Linked DNA regions of Macaca mulatta: region 2 is linked to region 1. Evidence: chromatin contacts called from public Hi-C data. All regions are on one chromosome and are shown on one strand. The core of a region is the stretch at or near the end of the contact, and the rest is flanking DNA. Distances in the headings are between cores, read along the strand shown. Region 1 holds the start of EPOP (elongin BC and polycomb repressive complex 2 associated protein). Region 2 holds the start of CISD3 (CDGSH iron sulfur domain 3).

Region 1 (5,924 bases), core at 1,467-3,966:
AGGGGAAGTAGGGAAAGTGGAGGCAGAGAGAAGGACTCACAATCGTAATGACCCCTCAATAAAGCCCCCAAACTCACATGGTTCGGAAGGGGGAGCTGGCAGCTTTTGGAGGCAGAGAAAGAAGAGGTCATTGATCTGCACTGTTATGTAATATTCACTCATTTATTCATACTGATCATTTTCTCGGGCATTCTCTCCTTGTGTCGACACTGTGCTAGGCACAGGAGTGCAAGCAGGAACTGCTGTTTGGGATGAGTCCTCAGCACTGTCCTGCAGAAGAGACAGCCATGAAGATCATCCTTCCAGAACTTTCCTTGTGTATGTGTGCGTGTGTGCGTGTGTGTAGAGGTGGGCTTTTCGAGCAGTTATGAGCCTTGGAGTCTAGACCCAGCTCAGCTTCATGACTTGGCAGGACCCCAGGATCCCCCCTCATGACAACTGCCCTGGAGAGCTCTTCTGCAGGAGATGTTAGAGGGTGAGTGTTTTGGGCAATGGAACACCACACCTCCTCCTTCCTCAAACCCTCGCCCCATCTAGGGACTTTACCTCTGGAGTCTGCAGGTGGGGGAGGCAGACCCTCCTTACCCCTGTCCTTCCAGATGTTATTTGATGACACATAGGGAAACTACACCTCTGTTGTCACCTCTAGAAGGGCCCAGAGGCAAGCTGCATCATTTGTCCCCTTTCTGAAACCCTTTCTTGTCCTGGCCCCAGAATAAGATATTTCTATCTGGAGCCACCCCCAGCATTCTTCCACACTTTTACCCCAAGCTATCATACCAATTCTTGTATTTCCATAGATAGGAAATGGCAGTATTCCAATAACCTGATTTTTCTCAAGAGAGAAATATCCCTGGGAATCATTTATTCACTCACTTGCTCATTCATTCATTCACACATATTGATTGAGCACCTATTATATCTTGGCCATTGTTCTAGGCAGTGGGGATGCACCACCAATCAAGATGAAGTTCTCATCAACTCATTTCCAGACTAATGGGAGAGACAGACACTAAAGAATAAATCCATTTACAGACTTTTATGTAACAGTAAGCTATGCAGAAACTAAAGAAGGTTAAGGGGATAGAACAGGGTGGGCGTGTGTGCTGCAGAATTTGTACTGGAAATTCACTTTTTCTTTTCTTTCTTTTTTTTTTTTGAGACGGAGTCTCGCTCTGTCGCCCAGGCTGGAGTGCAGTGGCGCGATCTCGGCTCACTGCAAGCTCCGCCTCCCGGGTTCACGCCATTCTCCTGCCTCAGCCTCCCGAGTAGCTGGGACTACAGGCGCCCACAACCGCGCCCGGCTAATTTTTTGTATTTTTAGTAGAGACGGGGTTTCACCGTGGTCTCGATCTCCTGACCTTGTGATCCGCCCGCCTCGGCCTCCCAAAGTGCTGGGATTACAGGCGTGAGCCACCGCGCCCGGCCGAAATTCACTTTTTCTTTATTTTCCTTGGGGGATATGAGAGTGAGGGTCTGTGCGTGCCCTCCTGTGGCCTCTTCAACCTGTTTGGCAGATCAAGCCTCAGAGCGGAGCATCCTGGGATTGGGGGTCAGGGGTTGCAGAGCCAGCACTCTGAATTTAGTTGAGGCGGAGTATTTAGATACTGCATCAGAGAAATGGAAATAGGTACTGAGACAGCCTATTTATCGGCTTCCATGGGTGTAATAACACTCCCACCCTTCCAAATTTATTTTTTTCTTTGTTCATCTTGCATATAACTACTGAGTTCTTAACTACTTATACATTACAGCATTTTTTGAGCCTGCTGTGTGCCACGTACTGTTTTAAGGGCCATTCACGGCCCGCTAGAATCCCTGCTGTGCAAAGCTTGTAAACAACCATTGCCTCATTTCATCTTTCCCCTAAACATTATTTCTGATATTCATCTACGTTGATTCACATAGCTCTTTTAGTCCCAAGAGGGCAGATATGAAGCGTCCCATTTTACAGATGCAAAACCCAGACTGCTCGGGAAAAAACAAGTTGCTTTCCGACGACGAAATCCCAGGACGCCACTGGGCCACGTGCGGCGGCGCATCTGGCCCCTAGCGATCCCACCCGCGCACGCTCCCTCCCGCGCTCCCTCCCAGCCGCCGCCGCGCCGGGTCCACGTGTGTGTGTCTGTGTGCGGAATGGGGACGGGGGCGGCGCCGCCGGAGGGGTGGGGTCCGGGCTAACGTCACGGGCGGTGCGGCCCAATCAGCGGCGGGCTCGCGGCCCCGGCGCTGGTATTGGGGCAGCGAGGGGGCAGTTCTCTATAACGCGGTCTCCGGGAGCCAGCGGGGAAGAAAGAAACCGAGCAGGCGGAAGGCGCCCTCCCCGCCGCCTGGGCCCGGGCACCGGGTGCCGGGCCCGGGGTCCTTCCCGCCTCCCGCGGCCGCAGGCCGCTTTGTTTCCCCTGCCTCTGCGCTTCGGGCGACTCGAGAGGGTCTCCCGCCGGGGCTGCGAAGGGGACGCGGCGGCAGAAGGGCGGCCGACCCCGCTGGGACTCACAGGGACCCAGGAGTCCGGCTGCCGGGAGGGCCGCGTGAGGAGAGCGAAGAGGGAGCCCGAGCTCTGCGGCCCTGGGTAGCGGGCCGGGGGCGCCCGTGAGCAGAGACCTCCCCGTCGACGGGGGGCGATGTTCCCCTCGCCCGTGGGCTCTTCGGGCAGCCAGGGCATCCCGCCGCTGGGACCTGGACCCCCTCAGTGGGCACCCCTCAGGCTGCTCCATGGAGACCCTCTGCCCCGCACCCCGCCTGGCAGTGCCGGCGTCCCCGCGAGGGTCGCCCTGCTCTCCCACGCCCCGGAAGCCGTGTCGGGGGACCCAGGAATTCTCTCCGCTGTGCCTGCGTGCCCTCGCCTTCTGCGCCCTTGCCAAGCCCCGGGCGTCCTCTCTGGGCCCGGGGCCTGGGGAGCTGGCGGCGCGGTCTCCCGTGCTGCGGGGCCCTCACGCCCCCCTGCGCCCTGGCGGCTGGGCCCCGGATGGCCTGAAGCACCTCTGGGCACCGACCGGGCGGCCCAGCGTTCCTAACACCGCGTCCAGCGAGGATGCGGACGTTGCAGCGTGCCCCCGCCGCGGAGAAGAGGAAGAGGGCGGAGGCGGTTTCCCGCACTTCGGCGTTCGCTCCTGTGCACCTCCGGGCCGCTGCCCAGCGCCCCCGCGCCCTCGGGAATCTACGACCGGCTTCGCCTCGGCCCTGCCTCTCCCGGCCCCGGGTCTCGAGCCTCAGCGTGGCCCAGCCGCCAGCCCGCCTCATGAGCCCAGTTCCCAACCTCCGTCGCCACCTGCGGGCCTCTCCACCGATCCCGCGGGTCCCGGGGCGGCGCCGGGGCCATTCCTGCCCGGCCAGCCTGCCGAAGTCGATGGAAACCCCCAGCCGGCCGCCCCCGAGGCTCCAGCGGCCAGCCCCTCGACGGCCAGCCCGGCTCCGGCCGCACCTGGAGATCTCCGCCAGGAACATTTCGATCGTCTGATCCGCCGATCGAAACTTTGGTGTTACGCGAAGGGCTTCGCCTTGGATACCCCGAGTTTGCGCCGGGGGCCAGAGCGGCCGCCTGCGAAAGGGTCGGCTCGGGGAGCCGCCAAGAAACGCCGGCGGCCGGCGCCCCCTGCGCGCACCGCGCAGCCCCGCCGCCCTGCACCGACGCTCCCCACCACGAGCACCTTCAGCCTCCTCAACTGCTTCCCCTGCCCCCCGGCCCTGGTGGTCGGGGAAGACGGAGACCTAAAGCCGGCATCCTCGCTTCGCCTCCAGGGAGACTCTAAGCCCCCGCCCGCCCACCCGCTGTGGAGGTGGCAGATGGGGGGTCCCGCTGTCCCTGAGCCCCCTGGCCTCAAATTCTGGGGGATCAACATGGATGAAAGCTGACCGTGGGACTTCTGCCAAAGGGGAAAAGTTGGGACCATGGCCAAACCGCGGGCTTGAGGAGAGAGCCCCGTTTCTCACATTTGTCCCCTTCCTTTACATTTTAGGAGCTGTGGGCAGAGGAACCTAAATGACAGTGATCTTCAAGCACCTAAGTGTTCGGGGTGACAGTCCCTCCCCCTCATCCTTTGCAAAGAAACCCAGGGCTGGAGTCGGGAGAAGGCTTAAGCAAGAAAGGCTGATGACATAGATTCCAATCCCTGCCCCCTTCCATCTCGGACCGTTGGAGGCAGGGCCTGCACCCCAGTGGGAGCAAAGGAGGCCACCGCTCAAAGACAGCCCCCACCCCCCCAAAAAAAGAGGAGAGAGACCTCGGTGATGGACAAAACGGTTGTTACTGTGTTTGTGGGCGAGCCTGGGGTGCGGGGGCTGCGGTGGGGGTGGGGAGATGATTGGCAGCTCCCTGGGGGCATCCCCCACCCCCACTGTCCAGGCCTTTAACCCTTTGCTCCCCTCAGGCCTTCCCTAACGCTCCAAGCACCGTTGGAGCCTTCAATGGGTGAGGGAGCTTGGGTAAGAGGTAGATCACCCCCTTCCTGTCCCCTTTCTAGGCCCCCTCAAGTGCAGGTGACCCCTAATTGGTGAGATCTTCAGTCTCAGCCGCCGACCTTTCCCTTTTGTCCAGTTTTGGAGTTCCCATCTTTTTCCCTGTTTGCTTTCCGAGTGTAAGGTCTGGCCGGTGAGAAAGATTCCCCCCAACCTTGATTAATCAGCCCTCTCCCCCAACTTACTTTCCTTAGGACGGGTAGGGCTGAGGGACCTCCTCTCCAGAAAAGTGCTTACTTTGCCTGGGGAAGGGGCAAGACACTGTCCCAGGGAAAGTAATAGAAGGTGGAAGAAATCAATAAAATCAGACCAAACAAGTCGCCTTTCGAGGGCCTCCACCGATTTATGGATGAGAGGAGGTGGAGGTGGAAGGCAGGCCCGAGTCCATTCTTGGACACCCAAACTCAGCCCCCTTAAAGAGTGGAAACAAAACAAGCTGCACTTTGCAGAGGTGGTAAATGAAAGGACTCTTGGCCTAACTGCAAGAGTCCCCTGGGGTTTGAAAGGACAAAGTTTGAGTCTGGATGGGATCTGCGCTGAGGTACCTTAAGCTTCCCCCGCAACATGTCCCAGCCTCAGGCATTGCGGGAGTTGTCAGAGATCTGATGGATCCGAAGGGGGCAGGGCCGGGGATTAGGTTTGGGGTCAGAGGTTCTGTTTTCCAGGGGAGGGGTGAGATAGGCCTGGATCACGCCCTCTGCCATACCCTCCAGCTAGGAGGATCTTGAGTCAGAGAGGGTTGGAAGCGTTTTCTCCTCCACCCAGGTGAGGTCAGGGGAGGTTAGGTCTTAGGCAGATGGCAAGTTGAGGTGTGAAGGGAAGCTGGGGCTTTTAAATCTGCCGAACAACTGAGGGACCCAGTGCCCCTTCTGCCCCGCACTAGTGAATAGCGCCCCCTCTTCCCCCCGAAAACGAGGTGAGAGAGGAACAGTTCCCACGCTGGGGAAGGACTTGTCTCCTTTTCTGTGAAAATGCTTTGTAAAAAGTTGTTACTGTTTGCATAGAGCAGATTCTTGAGAAAAACTGTTTTGGACCATAAAAGTTTTGTTTGTTTTAAAAACTGTCTCCTTTCATTTTTCTTTCCCTGGGGGTGAGGGTGGGGGTGGGGTGGGTGGGCGTGGGGTGGGCACTTCTCTCTTTTTCCTTAACATCTGGCCTCTGTGAACCCTGCTGACCTCCCCTCCCCCTCCAGCTGTGTTGTGGGAGGAGGAAGGAGGGGTGGGCGAGTGCCTTCCACCCTGTGCTTCGGGGGTCTCCATCTTATTTTGCCCCCCAAAGAATGGAGAACGGGAAGAAGGCAGACACGAGGGGTGGGGAGAGAATCGCCGTGAAGAGGGGAGCTGTTAGGAGAAGTCTGGAAAGCAGACTCCCTGGTTTTCAAAGGCCCCTTGGTTTTAGTAATGCGCTCTGGGTCAGTGTGGGCCCCACCCGCCTGCCTGGAGCCGGGCACGGGACGATGGCGTGAG
Region 2 (5,924 bases), core at 1,856-4,355, 57 kb before region 1:
GACCTGACCCCACCTGCTGGGATGGGGCGGAGCAGGGCACACCGCAGGAGCTCAGGGGGAGTGCAGCACAGTGGTTAGGGTGCAGGCTCCAGCGTGAGACTGCCGGGGCTCACCGAGTGACCTCTCTAATCTGTAATGTGGGGGTGATAAGAGTAGAGTTGTATGAGGAAATAAAATAATGATATGGTATGCTTTGCCTATAGTGTCTGGTAAGTATTTACAGCGGCTTTATAGCATTAGTCTCTGGGACACCCAGAGAGCCAGGACACTAATAGATGTGTGTGTGTGTGTGTGAGAATGGCTCTGAGTCTCCACTGGATCATGAAATTCATTTCCTTCCCATGTTCCTGGGTTAAAACTTCTTTGGGCTGGAGAGTACCCTGTGGTAGCAATTTTGTTTGGCTCTAGGGAATAACTGGACATGTGACAGGGAGTGAAGGTTACCGGGAGGAGGGGATGCCCATCGCAAACTGGCTGACTGGCACAGAAGTGTACTCCCCATCCCAGAAGCTGCTCGAGCAGAGACTGGTAATGGAAACAGGCCCAGAGAGGTGACATGCCTTGTTAGTTGAAGGCAGAACTGGTGCCAAGGCTTTTTTTTTTTTTTTTTTTTTTTGACAGGGTCTCACTCTGTTGCCCAGGCTGGAGTGCAGTGATCCAAACACGGCTCACTGTAGCCTCAACTTCCTGGGCTCAAGTGGTCCTCCTTCCTCAGCCTCCATTATGGCTGGGAACACAGGCCCAACTCCATGCTAGTTTTTGGTAGGGGTAGAGGCATTTGTAGAAGCGGGGTCTCAACTTTGTTGCCCAGACTGTTCTTGAACTTCTGGGCTCAAAAGATCCTCCTGCCTTGGCCTCCCAAAGTGCTGGGATTACAGGTGAGCCACCTCGCCTGTGAACCAAGGCCTCTTGACATTGGAGTTAGGGTGGGATGGAAGAGAGGTGAAAGAAGCGTGCAAATAGAAACCAGCAACTTGTCTTAGAGGGCTTGAGGTGTGTGGACCTAAGTGGGACTCAGGGACCCTGGGCTGCTGACACCATGCCACACAGCTTGAAGGAACACCAGTCAGAGCTCTGCTCAGGAAGGAAAGGGGCCAGGGAGGCAAACAATATGGGCAGGTTCCTGCTGGGATGAAAGGTTCCTGGGCAGAAGGGGAAGCAGGTGGGGCAGGCAGCGAAGCTGAGAAGACAGCAAACTGTGGCAGGCAGCCAGGACGTCCCATAAACTAAGAAGGAAGAGTTTTCTGGAAGAAGAGTGGAGAGCGGCACGGGGGAAGGCTGGGAGGCTTTGGAGGCAGGAGAGCCTGAGCAGAATCTCTTCCCAATGTGTCTATGGCCATACCACCCTGAACGTGCCCAATCTCATCTGATCTCGGAAGCTAAGCAGGGTCAGGCCTGGTTAGTACTTGGATGGAAGACCACCAGGAAATACCAGGTGCTGTAGGCTTTCGGGGTTCAAGGCCTGGGAATCTATGGCCCAGGTGCTTCCTGGAAGGAGACAGGGAAGGGCCAGGTGAGCTTCGTCATGCAGTGCACCTCTGAGAAGCAAACAGCTCCAGAAGAGGCCACTGGAAGCCTGGCCACATCAGACTGGCTGCGTGACTGAGTTTCTGTCTCTCTGGCTTCATTGCAAGAGATAGATGCAGTGAGCTTAAGCTTGCTGGTGGCACTGGCCTTTTGTCCCCAAATCCCCTTGGTGTCCCTCAGGTATGTATGGGAAGACTAAAATCATCTGGGTGGGAACTCACTGGAGACACCAGGCTGTTCCCAGAGGTATCAGTAGGAAGGCAGGTAGGGGTCTCACCTGCTTCTTGCTGCGGCCACACACACACCACCTGTAGGTTTTCCCTGCCACCAGCTCCACCTTGATGGGGGTCTTCAGGGCCACCACAGACCTGGCTGGGGTTCTAGGGAACCACCGGGCCTGTGGCCAGGGAAGATGAGGGGCTCAGGGTTAGCTCAAGCCCTGGAAGCACCTTCCTGCCTGCGACCTTTCCCAGTTTCCCACTGGCCTGTGTGTGTGGCAGGTTTCCTCTACAAGAGGCTGATCTGATGCCACCCAACAAGACCGTTTCCCAGGACACCATAAGGACCGTGAGCTTTGGATGGTGAAGAGATTTCAAAGCCATGCAGGCGCTCAGGTTTCACGGTCCAGCTGCCTTCCCTCAAAGGCTGGCTCCCACCTGGGTGTTAGGGAGGGCGGGCCGGGATCCTTCCAGCCTGTGGCAGGGCCACCCACACCGGGCTTGGTTCATTAGGTGCTGCTGTCCTCAGAACTGAAGACTGGCGCCCTGCCCAGTGCCCTCTGGTCTGCCCCACCTCCCTGAGAGCCACAGGCTAACTCCAGGTGCCGGGAGTCTGGGGAAATAGGGCTGTACCCTCCTAGCTCCATACCCTGTCTCTGCCTTTTAGATCTCTGTGCCTGGGGGTCTTGTGTGAGGACGCGGGGGAGGATGGGGGGACTTACCAGCCAGGAGGAGATGTCCCGCCGCGGGTTCAGGTCCTGCAAAGTACGCAAGCATGGCAAGCATCACAAGATAGTGATTGGGAAACGGAAAAAAAAAATCAGTGGAAAGGGAAGGACATGGGAGGCCATCTGGGAAGGAGGAGGTGACAGGGTTGAAGGGGCGAGGGAGGAATGAGAGGGTAAGAAAAAGGTCGCAAGAGAAGGTGTTGGCTGGGGAGGAACTGGCGCTAGGGAAAAGCCTGTGAGCTGAGGCAAGCCAGACACCGGCGGGGCGGGCCGGGGGCTCCGGGATGCTCGGTCGGGGCCGGGGCTGGAGTGGGGGCTGGCAGGGACCCAGGTGGGGTTCGGGGCGGGGGCCGGGGCGGGGCTGGGGTGCTCACCCAGGCGCCGTGCGCCGCCGGCCGCAAGATCGCCCCCACGCAGCGCATGGCCGCCTTCCGCGCCGCGCCTGTGCCCCCGCCCGCGCCGGCTCCGCCCCCGCCCCCGCCGGGTCACCTCCCCGCCCCCTCGGTCCCCGGCCCGCCAGGCCCCGGAAGACGCCGCAGCGTTCTGCGAGGGCTAAGGCCAGGGGCCGACGGGGTCCGGAAGCCTGGCCGCGGGGCCCGCCCAGCGGCCTCCTCGGCGCGCCGGGCGTGAGCGGTCGGCCCTGGCGCCCCCTGCCGGGCGGGTCTGGCAGCGGAACGCCCCGCGCACAGCCTCAGCGCCTGGGGCACCCGCGAGGGCACGGGACCTTCCCAGGATTCGCTGTTGCTGGCCGAGCCTCAGCCGCGCTTCTGGGAGCGAGTAGCGGGCGTCGCGTCACCTCGGGACGGGTCAGGGTCCCGACGGCCGGTGCCCACGGATTGATGCACCCTGCGGGCTGGGCCCGGGTGTGCTGAGCATTCGCGTCTGTGCGCGCTCTGCCGCTGAGTGCCGACAGAAGGGCCGCAGCCCACGCCCTCCTACCCTCCCGCAGTTGGCACCCACCTCCTGTCCCTTTCCATAAAGCCAGACCACGCACGGACTCTTCGGATTTTTTTTTTTTTTTTTTTTTGCAAAACATTCTTTTATTAAAAGAACAAGTGCTGTTTACGAACTGCCCTTCGTACAAATAACATCCGTTATACAAAGATACAAGATCCGGGTTATGCACAATTCCAGGCTTGGAGGTGGCAGGGGGCATCGCCTTTGGGCTGAGGATATCAAGGTTTTAGAAAGAATGAAAAAGGAGCCCCTGGGTTTGCAATCTGTGGCTTCCCCTCCCTGCTCCCTAGGAAGGGTCTGCTACATGGAAACAGGCTGGGATAGAAAGGGGGCGGGATGGGAGCAGGGGTGGGGTCTCCAGTCCCACCACCCCAGTCCCAAGTTGAGCTGGAGAAAGTGAACAAAGGGGAATGAAGGCACCCCTCAGTTCCCAACTTTTCAGTAGGTCAAGACAAAGTGGTCGGGAGCTAGACACACTCTCAATCTGGGTCGCCATGGCAGGAGAGAGCCAAGGCTACTTGCCCACCTTCCTCAGAATTCCCAGTTGAAGTTACCTCAATCCCTCTAGGCACCTCTCCCCAGGAAAATAAGTTGAGATAAAGGAGAACTGGGTGCAAGCTGCCCACCCCTAACTGGCCCACTGCACACCAAGGAAGATCCTAGAAGGTGGCAGGGGAAGCCTGTGCCTTTGAAAACCTGTCTTCATTTCCAATTTGGGAAAGAGAAGCGTGGAGGTTACCCTTTCTCAGAGCTGGCCCCTAGCTTGTGCTCCTCTCATTTCTCTAGACCCTTCCTGAGAGTCTGGGGTGAGCACCTCCCTAGAACTCAGTATGGGGGGAATGGGCAGGGGTCCCCTCATCAGCCTCAAGGTCAGGACACCTTGAGGCAGCGCAGACCCAGGAGCCTGAGGGGGAAAAAGCCCCACAAATAGGAAAAACGAACCAAGACAATCCTTAAAGTGTCATTGTCCATGGAGAGGATCCACTAGCTCTGAGCTAAGACAGTCAGTGCCACATAGACACCCTCCCACCCCAGGCACAGCCCTGCACTCACACTGTGTGTCACACACACAGGGACAGCAAGCCAGCCAGCCATGTGGAGACCATGCCCTGGGAACCAAGGGCCAGGAGGCCACAGTCCTGAGGGCTGGTCCTGGCCCTGTCACTGAGCCCCTTCTAGGCTTGGAGCTGTCATCTGTGATGGGAGGGGCTGGCTGAAATGACCCCTAAAGACAGGTCCCTTCAGCGCTGGCATGCACCAGTTGTGACCCCACAGCAGGCACTGCCTCCGTATGCACCCCCACTCACACCTCCTCACCAAGGGTGGGAACACCCGACTCCACATGCTCACCCACTCACACCTCCTCACTGAGGGTGGGAACACACGAAGCTCTGCTCTCATGCGTTTCCAAACTCTGCTTCCGCTCTGCAAACCACATCCTTCCCCTCCCCCAGACAAAGAGATCTACAAATCTGGGTCCCTTCCCACCCTCCACCATCCAAATTCACTCTCGTAAAAGGGACTGAGGTTAGGAGAGGGTGAGATCGTTACAGCCATCCCCCTGCATTGGTATTCTGCTCCTCCTGAAGCTTTCCAGACCTTTCCCGTTGAAGCTCCCTGAGAAGAAGGAAATGCCACTACCTCTCTCATGAGAGACAGGGGAAAGAGAAGAGGGCTGCATCAATTCATACCCAGCCTGGGCCCTGTCTTCAAATCTAACCACAGTAGCCCAGTCTGGGGAATGCAAGCGGCTTGGGAGAGTTGGAGAACAGACACTTGGAGATGAGCTGAGGGAGGGAAGAAGTATTGGGCGGGGGTGGGGTATCTTGGTTTCAGTGCACAGAATCACTTGGACCTCTCACTCTTCAACATGGCAGCCTCAGGGTAGATTTACTTCCCTTCCCATCCAGACAGAAGTTAAGTTTCGCTCTAAGTGGGCCAGCCTTGGGCAAGGGTGTGGGTGTGAATGAGCAACTCTTCTAAGAATCTCTGAAGGTTACTTTTTTTTCTTTTTTGAGACAGTCTCTCTGTCGCCCAGGCTGGAGTGCAGTGACACGATCTCAGCTCACTGCAGATTCAGCCTCCCGGGTTCAAGCAATTCTCATGCCTCAGCCTCCCGAGTAGCTGGGATTACAGGTGTGTGCCACCACACCCAGCTAATTTCTTTGTATTTTTAGTAGAGACGGGGTGTCACCATGTTGGCCTGGCCAGGCTAGTCTTGAACTCCTGACCTTAGGTGATCCGCCCGCCTCAGCCTCCCAAAGTGTTGGGATTACAGGCATGAGCCACCAGGCCTGGCCTGAAGGTTACTTTTCTTTTCAGTGGTTTGGGGCAGGGAGTTACACAGCTTAATAGATTAAGATGAATAAAATGCTGAATTCTATCACTTCTAACATATTTAGCATTAATAAAGAGTGAGTATTTCTGAGGTCATCACAACTGCCTCTCCCTCCCCCAAGCCCTTGCAAGTGCCTAAGAAATTGCCTTTGAAGGA

The links. A called contact is a pair of places that touch in the nucleus more often than the background predicts.
Region 2: a contact with region 1 is called in a Hi-C map of liver, with 3 times the contacts expected there. The contact joins the promoter of CISD3 here to the promoter of EPOP in region 1. A contact is called at or near these places in 6 of 14 Hi-C or Micro-C datasets (CD4 T cells, blood, cortical neurons and 3 more).

The regions. Positions count from the first base shown.
Region 1 is chr16:62,952,709-62,958,632 of T2T-MMU8v2.0, reverse strand. EPOP (elongin BC and polycomb repressive complex 2 associated protein) reads left to right here and starts at 2,716. Exons shown (of 1, transcript NM_001193705.1): 1 at 2,716-4,134. The coding sequence starts at 2,716. The coding sequence ends at 3,855. LOC144335660 (a long non-coding RNA gene) reads left to right here. Exons shown (of 3, transcript XR_013406708.1): 3 at 1-858.
Region 2 is chr16:63,010,351-63,016,274 of T2T-MMU8v2.0, reverse strand. It overlaps CISD3 (CDGSH iron sulfur domain 3), which reads right to left and starts at 3,105. Exons shown (of 4, transcript XM_015119508.3): 1 at 2,848-3,105; 2 at 2,468-2,503; 3 at 1,805-1,924. The coding sequence starts at 2,895. It overlaps MLLT6 (MLLT6, PHD finger containing), which reads right to left. Exons shown (of 20, transcript NM_001257665.1): 20 at 5,717-5,924. It also overlaps the pseudogene LOC114673242.